2 separate regions of the Macaca mulatta genome follow, and region 2 is linked to region 1. The links are chromatin contacts, called in public Hi-C maps. All regions are on one chromosome and are shown on one strand. Each heading gives the region's core, a stretch centred on a gene start, on an enhancer-like site or on the middle of the called end of the contact. The rest is flanking DNA. Distances are from core to core; before and after follow the strand shown.

Region 1 (4,796 bases), core at 1,202-3,701:
AGACAATTTATAAATTACTCGTTAAGAGGTTAGCTAGAAAATGAGTAGATTTATGGATTATCTGTGGATTCCTCCATTAATCCTCAGATAAATCCATAATTTGTCAGGGATACCCACACTACCCCTAGTTATTACATTAATTGATACCTAATTTAACAGTGAACATTGTTTTAACTCATTACTGTGTCATCTGCTCCCTCCCCGTGTCAATACAACTTAACCTAAAATGCTTGATTGGAAACAGCTCTCTGATTTGTTGATTTGGAGTGTAACTTGCCTCTTTAAAAGATTATAGAATACAAAGTCTGTGTTTGTACTGGTTTTTATCAGAAAATTGTGCACATCTGCCTGGCACAACATAAAACAATCCATACAACCCACAGAAAAGGTATTTTAGGGCAAAAAGTAACTATACCACAGATCATTATTGAGAATCATTTAGACATAGTATCTTAAAAGCTGTTCTTTTATTTTTAATCCAAAAACCAACTGAGTAAAATTTCCTTGTAAAACAACCCTATTAAAATGGTATAAAGTTTCTTCTGTAAGACAAACATTTATTTGGAAAATAGAATAGCACTGTATGACTCACACTAACTCAAAACATGGAATAATCTTCAATGCAAGTAAAATATCACAGAATCAGCCATGAAAAGCCTCTGGGAGATGATTTCTGCCTAGGTCAGATAAGTCTAGAGACTAGACTACGGGATTCCTAGTTTAAATTGAGAGCTTCAACGCACCGGTTGCTCTCATCCTTTGAATGGGCTTTCAGAAGTTAGATTGCGTAATCCAAAGAGCCTCCTCCAGCAGCTCTGCAGACGCCCTTGATGCTGAGATAAGACATCCTGTATAGGGTAATAATGTCACATTTGAATATTTCTAAATATAGTTTACATTTTGGGGGAAATGAACTACATTACATAATCTGTAGATCACATCACTTACCACTTTTACTTAGCAATTAGTATTTCTAAGTATATCATCACCATCAGGTAACATTCAGATGCCCATCAGGCACCAAAAATTGAGTTCGGTTTTGTTGTGGAGGCACTCAGCAACTTAAGCAGATAAATATTTAAGTCATTGCAAATTTATCTGCAATATTATAGAAAACATCTTTCCTATACTAGTTCAAATAGAGTACTTTGAATTGCGTATGTGGCTATTTATGTCTGGGGCGGGTGGGGTAGGGGGGTGGAATTAAAAACCTAGAAACATTTCGCCAGAGCTAAGGACCTCAATTTATTTTAATGCATGGAAAGAGTTTATTAAAAGTGAACCTCAAATTACTGAGCTTTTGCCTTATTGTATGATTTTTAAAGTATTTGCCATACTAGTAAGAGTTCTGCAGAGAAGTGACATGTGGGAGTAGAGATTGTCTGGGTCAGACTAAATCAGCATTTCTTTGGCACAGGCTTGGCTTGGGCCATCTGCCTGAGCCGACTATATGTGTGAGCTGCAAAACAGAAAAAAGCTGTTGAGAGCCTTAGCCCAGGCTGAGAGCCCATTACCCCCATTTTGTTATTTCTGCCTGCAAACAGCAGTTCAATTAGCTTTTCTGGTGATAAAAGATAAAGATTTATTGTACCCCATATACAATTGAAATCAGAATTTCACAGGAGGGTCACAGTCATTAGAGAAGTTTTGTAATACTATTCTCCTAATAAGCACCATATGGGTTGTTGCTGTTATTATTTAACACCTACTAAGCAGGCATCTCATTCTAGGCTCTGAACAGCTGAGAGGCTAGCTCCTACCTTTTGTGCAGCTTAAAGTCAAAGCCACAGGTAGGAAATGTCACTTTGCTTGGTTCAAGACACGTATTGACAAGAGTTAACTATGAGTTTGTTTCCTTCCAGTTTATCTTACAAACCACAGTAAAATTCTGACATAGGAACACAGTCCGAAGTCCAAAGTGCTTTCGCACAATAAGTTCATTATGCCCAGCGTGCAACTCATGCATCAAAGGGGCCGCCAGACCCCATCATCTTTATACAAATCAAGAGGCCAGTTGGAACAAGGAGGCTGGTCAGAGTGGTCAAATTGTAGCTTTTCCTTTCTTTTTTAAAAAATTTATTTTTTCACTTTGTATCGCTGTTCAGAATGGCACTTTTTAAATGGAAGAAAGAATCCAGCCCTGGCAAACCCTGTTTACTCCACGGGAAGGAAAGGGGAGGAGGCTCCCTCACTCTCCAACAGCCTGGAGCCCACGAGGAGCCCTTGCTGCGGTTTCCAAGGCGGCCCCCTGACTTGCGCCGCGCCTCTATTCTAGAACTTTTCCCGGGCTGGAGCAGCGCAGTTTCCGCGCGCCCGGCTCTGCGCACGTGGAACCCCGCGACCCCAGGCGGGGCCGGACTGGACCCGATGGGACGGGACGGGACGGGGCGGGGCGCGGGCCCGGAAACGGGAAACGGCCCCGTGCGCTTCGCCCCGCCCCGCCCCGCCGCCCTGTCCTGGCTCCGAGCGCCAGGCCGAGCCCGCGCGCCAGCTGCCGGGCTATAATTAGAGCTACCGCGGCCCGGGCCCCGCCACCTCCCCGCGCCCCCCACCCGCGTTCCCGGGGAAGAATGTGCGAGTGCGCGCGAGGGCCCGCGTGCGCCGCCGCCGCCGGCGCGCTCTTTGGAGCGGAGACCGCGTGGTGAACCAAATAAAGTAAAAGGTCTGGTCCTGCTGGGCGAGGCCGAGCGAGGAACGTGCGCGCCAGAGCAGGGGTGTGGCGAGCCCTCGGTGGCCCAGAAAAGATCAAACGCGCGTCAGCAGCAGCCCTGGCTGCCGCCTGCAAGGGTCCCCGACTGGCCGGGCTGTACTGGGTGGATTTTCCAAGTTGGAGATGGCGCATGACAAGAGCTGCCCCAAATCAAATGTCACTCCCTTTTTGGAAATCATGATGCTGCCTTTTTTTTTTTTTTTTTTTTGGCTGTAGCTATAATAAGCCAAATGTTCCGTGCTGGTGAAGTAAACACGCATGTTTAAGAAGCATCTGTGTTAGCACTAATGGATGGTGCATGCTAATAAAAATGTATTTATTAAGCAAACCTCAGGACATGCCCCTATGGGAACTGCCCAGAGTACTGTAACAACTGACTGCCTGGAATCAGTTTACTTTCCATCAAGAAACTTTTATTTAAATTTTAAGAAAAAAAATTTTCTTTGATCATAGCATTGTGCACTGAGGTTCTACCGAATTAGTTTACTGCTGATTTTTATTAATTATTCCCTTTAATACTCTGCAGTATTTTCTCAAAAAATGAACAACATGACCCCTGTCACTTTAAAAACTGACATTAAACTGTTTCTCCATCACCACCTTTGGAGTTGGGGGGGGCAGGGTGCTGGCTACCAGAAGTAGCAACTAGATTGTGGATTAAGTATTGTATAATAGTTTTGTTTAAAAGTGAATGAACGGGTGAATGGATAGGAGGCTAAAAAAAATAAAGCCTTGCTTCAGGCTTGTGAATTCCTAGACACAACCCTACCCCAAAGACTTCCTTCACCAACATATTTTTCTTTCTAGATAATAGGCACAAAAACCATTTAGAAGCTTGAGATGGAAATCGTGCAATACAATCTACTCTTTATATATGTTACTGAGGAATCTGGAAGCTTTTTCGGGTTGAAATGCAATTCCTAGGAAATTATTCTTGCTCTTTTCCTGTGACTGTCTTGACACAGCAGCAATGCAATTTCAGTGGCTCTGCTCCTTCACAAAGACCTTTGAGAGGAAACTATGCTGAGAGATGCAAATTCAGGGTTCTCTAAAACACCTCAGAATTGTCCAGTTCTGCCCCCAGATAAAACCACTAGAATAAAGGTCAGGAAATCTCCAGATGTTCTTGGGCCTTGTGCAGTCATCTCAGGTAATTCAGTTAAGTTTTGTGTCTGTTTTGCAATTATTAAAAACAATAGAGCCCAGGCACAGTGGCTCACGCCTGTAATTGCAGGACTTTGGGAGGCCGAGGCGGGCGGATCACCTGAGGTCGGGAGTTTGAGGCCAGCCTGGCCAACATACTGAAACCCTGTCTCTACTAAATATACAAAAATTAGCTGGGCGCCGTGGTGCATGCCTGTAATCCCAGCTACTTGGGAGGCTGAGGCAAGAGAGTCTCCTGAATCTGGGAAGCGAAGGTTGCAATGAGCTGAGATCGCCACACTGCACTCCATCCTGGGCGACAAAGCGAGACTCCATCTAAAAAATATATATATACACACACACATATATATCCACACATATGTATATACATAGACATGTATATATACACACGTATACATATGTTGTACTTGACTCAAAGGGGGCTAAAATATCAAATGAGGTAACCTCTATGACAGGTTTCTGGTTTTTCATTTATCAATGAGACATGAGAAGGTGCTGTCATACAGGGCATCATTAGGTGATTGGCACAGTGAGTGCCTACCACCCAAAATAGAGACTTTCAGTTATTATATTAAACAGAATAATAGCAAATCGCTTTGAAACACTGGAGAGAAGGGGCTCCCCCTGCTGTCATCACAGAAAATGCATTGTCTCAGGCCAGAATCTTGTACCTAGAGTACTCACTGGGTTTCAATCGCAGTACCAAAAGATTCCCGAAGTTATCATCACCTTGGAGGATGTATAGTTTTATTGGAACTAAAATTAAAATATCACAAAGAAAGAATATGAAACACCCTATGCTCAGATTCATTTACTCAAAGCTCAGCCTGCCTATGAACCACCAAAATGGTCTACCTCACTCCATTTATGACTTTAAAAGTGAGGATGGTATTTGTGTGACTGGTAGCAGCTGGGGGTGAGT
Region 2 (5,563 bases), core at 2,582-5,081, 100 kb after region 1:
TTTATATGTTAAAAGACAACAAAGTATCCTCTTGAAAAAATTAATACATTGGAATTCCTTGGTTTGGACTTCACCCTCTGACCTACCGGCCCTGGCTGACCTCTCACTACAGACAGGACACGTGTGTAGATAAGTGAGTCTCTCTCTGTCTCTCTCTCAATATCAAATAATATATTTAGAGAGGAGGCAGTTATTAATTAATCAAGGGCTTATTACCCAGTTCAAACTGGGGCCAGGCTCTTGATTTTCTCCTTTATTCCTTTCTCCCAGCCTTGTGGATGTTGAGGCCACCATTGCCAGCCAGCAAGGGAAGAAAGTAATTACTTTTTTACATAGCAGTCATAGCAGTTCAAACACTAATTCTTTATTTCTTTATTCTTTTTCCTTTTTTTTTTTTTTTTTTTTTTGAGATGGAGTCTCATTCTGTCACCCAGGCTGGAGTGTAGCGGTGCAATACTGACTCACTGCAACCTGTGCTTCCTGGGTTCAAGCAATTCTCCTGCCTCAGTCTCCTGACTAGCTGGGATTACAGGTGTATGCCACGACACCTGGCTAATTTTTTTTGTTGCATTTTTGGTAGAGATGGGGTTTCACCATGTTGCCCAGGCTGGTCTCGAACTCCTGACCTCAAATGATCCACGTGCCTCAACCTCCCAAAGTGCTGGGATTACAGGCATGAGCCACCATGCCAGGCCCAAACATAAATTCTTGCAAAGTCTTTCAATAGTCACTGTACCTGGATCCTTCCTAATTCCTCTAATTCCATTAATTAAACTGGATTATCTCAAGCTAATCATATACAGAATCTTGATTTAAAACAAAACACTTTCTACCTGGCCAGGCCATTTGAAGGACATATGATCCTGTATCCTGGCGTGCGTGTGTGTGTGTGTGTGTGTGTGTGTCAGAGAGAGAGAGAGGTGTCATCTAACATCCTCTACGTGTAAATAAACAGGCTTTGGAGGTGCACAAATAGGTTAGCCCAGTGACCTGCCTCGCAAGAATGCTTTGAAGAGTTACTAGTTAGAGGATACAAGATACTACGGAAACCTAAATTGTTTCTGAAAATGCTAAACAATAAGACATTTCTCAAAAGTGCCTCAGTCCCTTCAGTATTTTACAGGAATTCCAACTCTAGCAGCTTTACACAGGCATTATCACTTAATTACCAATAAAAATCTCACTAGCAACTTCCATAACTTCATTTGCAAATGAATATGCACACCTCCTAAATCATTCCCTCCTTTTCTCTCTCCCTCTCCCCAAGTTATTCCCTGACTGACTCTGAGAGACTCCACTGCAGCTGGGATTTGTAGAGGCCCCCCATTTCCAGGTGTCCTTCCAGGCCAGCGTGCACTCTGGGACATGTCAATACCACGTTGATGGAATTGTACCTGATTCCCACTCAAACCCATCCATCCCTCCTGGCATTGGTGGGGGTCGACACATGACAGAAACCTGGTTCCATTTGCTTGAAAGGTTCACAAGCCACAGTGAACTTCTTTTTTGTTTGGTTTTGTTTTGTTTGGCTCTGTCGCCAGCCTGGAGTACAGTGGCGCGATCTCGGCTCACTGCAACCTCCACCTCCTGGGTTCAAGTGATTCTCTTACCTCAGCCTCCCAAGTAGCTGGGACTACAGGCATGTGCCACCACGCCCAGCTAATTTTTGTATCTTTAGTAGAGACGGGTTTTCACCATTTTGGCCAGGATGGTCTCCATGTCGACCTCATGCCCACCTTGGCCTCCCAAAGTGCTGTGTTTACATGCATGAGCCACCGCGCCCGGCCCCCATAGTGAACTTCTTAGTGATCCAAGGCCAAGTTTCCAGTATGTCATGAAAACTGAAACCTGGTTTTGAGTTTCCAAATTCACACAGAGCCAGTCTTGACGGAAGATGTGTGAGGCAGCAAGGGCGAGTAGCACCACAGCACAACTGAGACACTCAGCACTTGGTTCTATTTCTAGCTCTGCCACCTCCTTGCTATGTGGCCTGAGGCTGGTCACCTGCTTTCACTTAGTTACCTTTCCCTAGAACTGGGGGAGAGGGGAGCTTTTTACCATATTGTTCCAGGACCTGAGGGTGTGTATGCTGAAACAGTAGCATTCCTCTGAATCTCTTTGAATTACAGTGCACACATCTTCAGGATATCACAGGCATCCCATCCATACCAACACGTGCCTTCTTTCCCTAGTCATTTTTCTTCAACTATTCCCCTTTGAGCTGGGCTAAGAGAACAACATTCTGGACTCATTCCTTAGGTGCACTGTTGGTCGTCTCACAGACTTAAATATATACATCTGTCCCACTTTTAGAGAAAATAGGACCAAAATCTATTACATGTATTTTAGGCCCTCTATCTGAATTCTGAAGTCTTGCTCTGACTTCTTTTTCGGCTTCAGCTTTTGATTTCAGGCACATTCACACTTGTTTAGCTTTCAACTTACAGAGAATGCTGGAAAAGAGATTCATGTATTATTTAGAACATTCATCCAAATGCCCTCCCAGATCCCTTCTAACTCCATGAGGTCCCATGAGTCTGTGAAATGCATGGGCAAAGGAAGAGGAACTGAGGCTTTGAAGTCAGATATACCAAGTTCCAATTCCTTATTCTCAAATTTACTAGTTGTGTGACTTTGGGTGAGCTGCTTAACCTTATAGGAGACTAGGGTCCTCATCTAAAAACCTGGGCCAGTGCCAACTACGGAGCCATGACTGTGAGGATTAAATGAGACATTACTTCCATAAAAACATGGAACAGAGTGTGAGGCATACAGTAGGTGACAAGGTAGATATTAGATCCTGCTTTTCATTACTGGTGCAAGTCTCTGGTGGGTCAAACATGTGGGATGTTGTATATTTGAATATTGCTTCAGTCTTCACTTCCATGGTTTTATTTCAAAAAGAGAAAGAAAGAAGGAAATAAACAGTAACTGTCAGAGGCCTTTCGGAAAGCATCACCCATCCATTGAAATGTGCTTTCCATTCAAAAACTACCTTATTAATTATTCATTGCTTTTGGAACTGAAAATGAGAACAGAGCTTAAGACCCAGAGTTGGACAAGAACAGTGTTCCAACTGCTTGATTTCTGTCATTTCCTGGTATCTAGGCAGTACATCCCAAATCTGAGATTTGCAGTTTCGGGAGTCAAGCAAACTTTAGGCTTGATGATCAGTCAGGTTTAGTCAGGTTTAGCCAATGCCCTGGAATGACTCTTCTCTTTACTTTCATTTCCACTCCGGGCTCTGCATTTCTGGGGGATTATTTCACTGCATGGGTGGCCCGAATCCCTTGGCCTTCAGCCTTATGGCTCGTTCCACCGCTCTGGGCAAGTCATAACCACCCGAACATGCAAGTCTTTCTTTCGTGCCCCAGTGGCATGAGGAACATCATTAACTCTTCAGGGCTGAGGTTTGGGATTACTTAAAAATCTTACATCCCCCTGTGTTTGCAGTCAGAACACCAGAGTAACAGAGTGTTTGCAGGGCTTGTTTTCATGCCAGAAATGAGGTTGCCCTAACACACAATCCTTGAGATGTTTTTTCCCTAACGATTGTACTTCACCGGGATTGTGGGTTACAAAATGGAAGCTCAGTGCTTCCGGCTTCGAGTTCCAGTAGAACAAACGTGCAAGAGACTCCTCGGCTTGGAAACTCTTCAGACCGGGGAAAGGCTGCCGATGTGTCCCAGGAGGGGAAGGGCAGGAGGAGCACAGCTGTGCGGGGCGGGGGGTGTTTCACATGCATCTCTAAAGATGAGCTTCCTAAAGTGTAAAAAGGCAGGGGAAAGACACATTTCCCAAGGCCTGGGGCCAGTGCGGGGACAAACGCAAGGCTGGCGTGCGTGCATTGCGGGTTCCGCGCGCCATCTGGTGGCTTCGGGCTGGCATTGGGCGCACCATCCGGGCTTTCACCCCATTGACAGAGACTTCATAGAAGGAACCCTTTGTGGGCGTTTAAGTTCTGTTGGAAGTGATCACCAGGAGGACACCAAGGGCCAGATGTTCCAAATTCCACTCCTTATCCTACAATTGGACACTGAAAGCCTCAGGTTCTCTTTGACAAGGGGGCACTGATCCTTCCTTCAGGACCAGCCTTCCTATCACACAGCAATGTGAGCACTCAGCTCTGGGCAGCCTGGCCCCTCTGTGCCTTGCTTTCCACATCATGACCCCGCATGACGGGCCACAGAGAGTCTTCCCTTTGCCCCTACCTGGAACGTGTGTATTCCCTTCCAGCCTTCTGAATCCCACAGTTCTCAAGGCTCAGTCCACAGACATCTTTACATCCTTAGAATATTTGCCTCATAATTTGTTCATACTAGTGTTTCCAAAGTGTGTTCCAAGAACAATGGTTTTATTCATCAGAACTGTATCTCTTTTTGAAAAGGCATTCAAAGTTTGGGAAAGTCAGGGTTATGCAAAGGTTGAACAGACGTGATTGCAGGATATCTCAGGAGCATTATGCATACTGAGAATGTAGTGGATTTCTAAGAAGGAACTACAGTTTGCTATAGTTTCTAAACTTGTTTGACATCCAAACCTTCCTCCTATCTCCACTTTTGAAGTGTATGTTGCCAATATTGCATTTAATAAAACAATTTTAAGGAAAAGTAGCGTCCTGTTCACTTGACCCATGATTATGTAGCTATCTTTTTAAAATTGGAAGACATCTGTATTCGTTTGCTAGGGCTATTATATTGCCTCACAGTTGTGGAGGCTGAAGGTCCAAGACCAATGTATTGGCAGGGTGTGTTTCTTCCGAGGCCCCTCTCCTTGGCTTATAGATGGTCATCTTCTCTCTGTGTCACCACATGGTCTTCCCTCTGTGCCAATCCGTGTCCTAGTTGCCTTCTCTCTTTTTCTTTTCATTTCTTCTGCTCCTCCTCCTCCTCCTCCTTCCTCTTCTTCCTCTTCTTCTTCTTTTTAAGATGGAGGTCTCACTATGTTGCCCAGGCTGGTCTCGAACTCCTGAGCTCAAGAGATCCTTCTGCCTCAGCCTCCCAAAGTGCTGAGATTACAGGAATGAGCCACTGTGCCCAGTCCTAATTTTCTCTTCTTATAAGGACATCAGTTATATTGGGTTAGGACCCACCAACATGACCTCATTTTACCTTAATCATCCTTTTAACGTCCCCATGTCCCACTACAGTTACATTCAGAGGTAGTGGGGGTTAGGACTTTAACAAAGGAATTTTGGGAAGCCACAATTCAGCCCGTAACAACATCTTATTGTTGTATCTGTAGGGTAAAATGTATGCTTCAATGGAAAATTATGCATTGTTTAGAGCAGGGTTGGCCAACTACAGCCAGTAAGCCAGATCCAGTTAGTCACCTGTGTTTGTAAATAAAGTTTATTGCACACAGCCACATTCACCCTTCACATTTTGTCTAAGATTACTTGCATGTTCAATGGCAGTTGAATATCTGTACAAAAACCATATGGCTTGCAAAACCGAAAACATTTACTATCTAGCCCTTTGTAGGAAAAGGTCTAGAGCCCACCCACTCTTCAGGGTTATCTAATTTTGATCCTATAGGGGCTCTGCACCTTTCGTGGCCTTTG

Evidence for each region. A called contact is a pair of places that touch in the nucleus more often than the background predicts.
Region 2: a Hi-C map of fibroblasts shows a contact between it and region 1, with 4 times the contacts expected there. The contact joins two enhancer-like sites. A contact is called at or near these places in 7 of 14 Hi-C or Micro-C datasets (CD4 T cells, blood, cortical neurons and 4 more).

What each region holds. Positions count from the first base shown.
Region 1 is chr1:14,477,865-14,482,660 of T2T-MMU8v2.0, forward strand. No RefSeq gene overlaps it. Among named protein-coding and RNA genes, the nearest start is that of IRF2BP2, 10 kb to the left of the region's middle. Within about 2 kb of position 2,452, at least 24 of the 40 cell types and tissues checked have an H3K27ac peak or open chromatin away from gene starts, as enhancers often do.
Region 2 is chr1:14,577,955-14,583,517 of T2T-MMU8v2.0, forward strand. No RefSeq gene overlaps it. Among named protein-coding and RNA genes, the nearest start is that of TARBP1, 21 kb to the right of the region's middle. Within about 2 kb of position 3,832, at least 11 of the 40 cell types and tissues checked have an H3K27ac peak or open chromatin away from gene starts, as enhancers often do.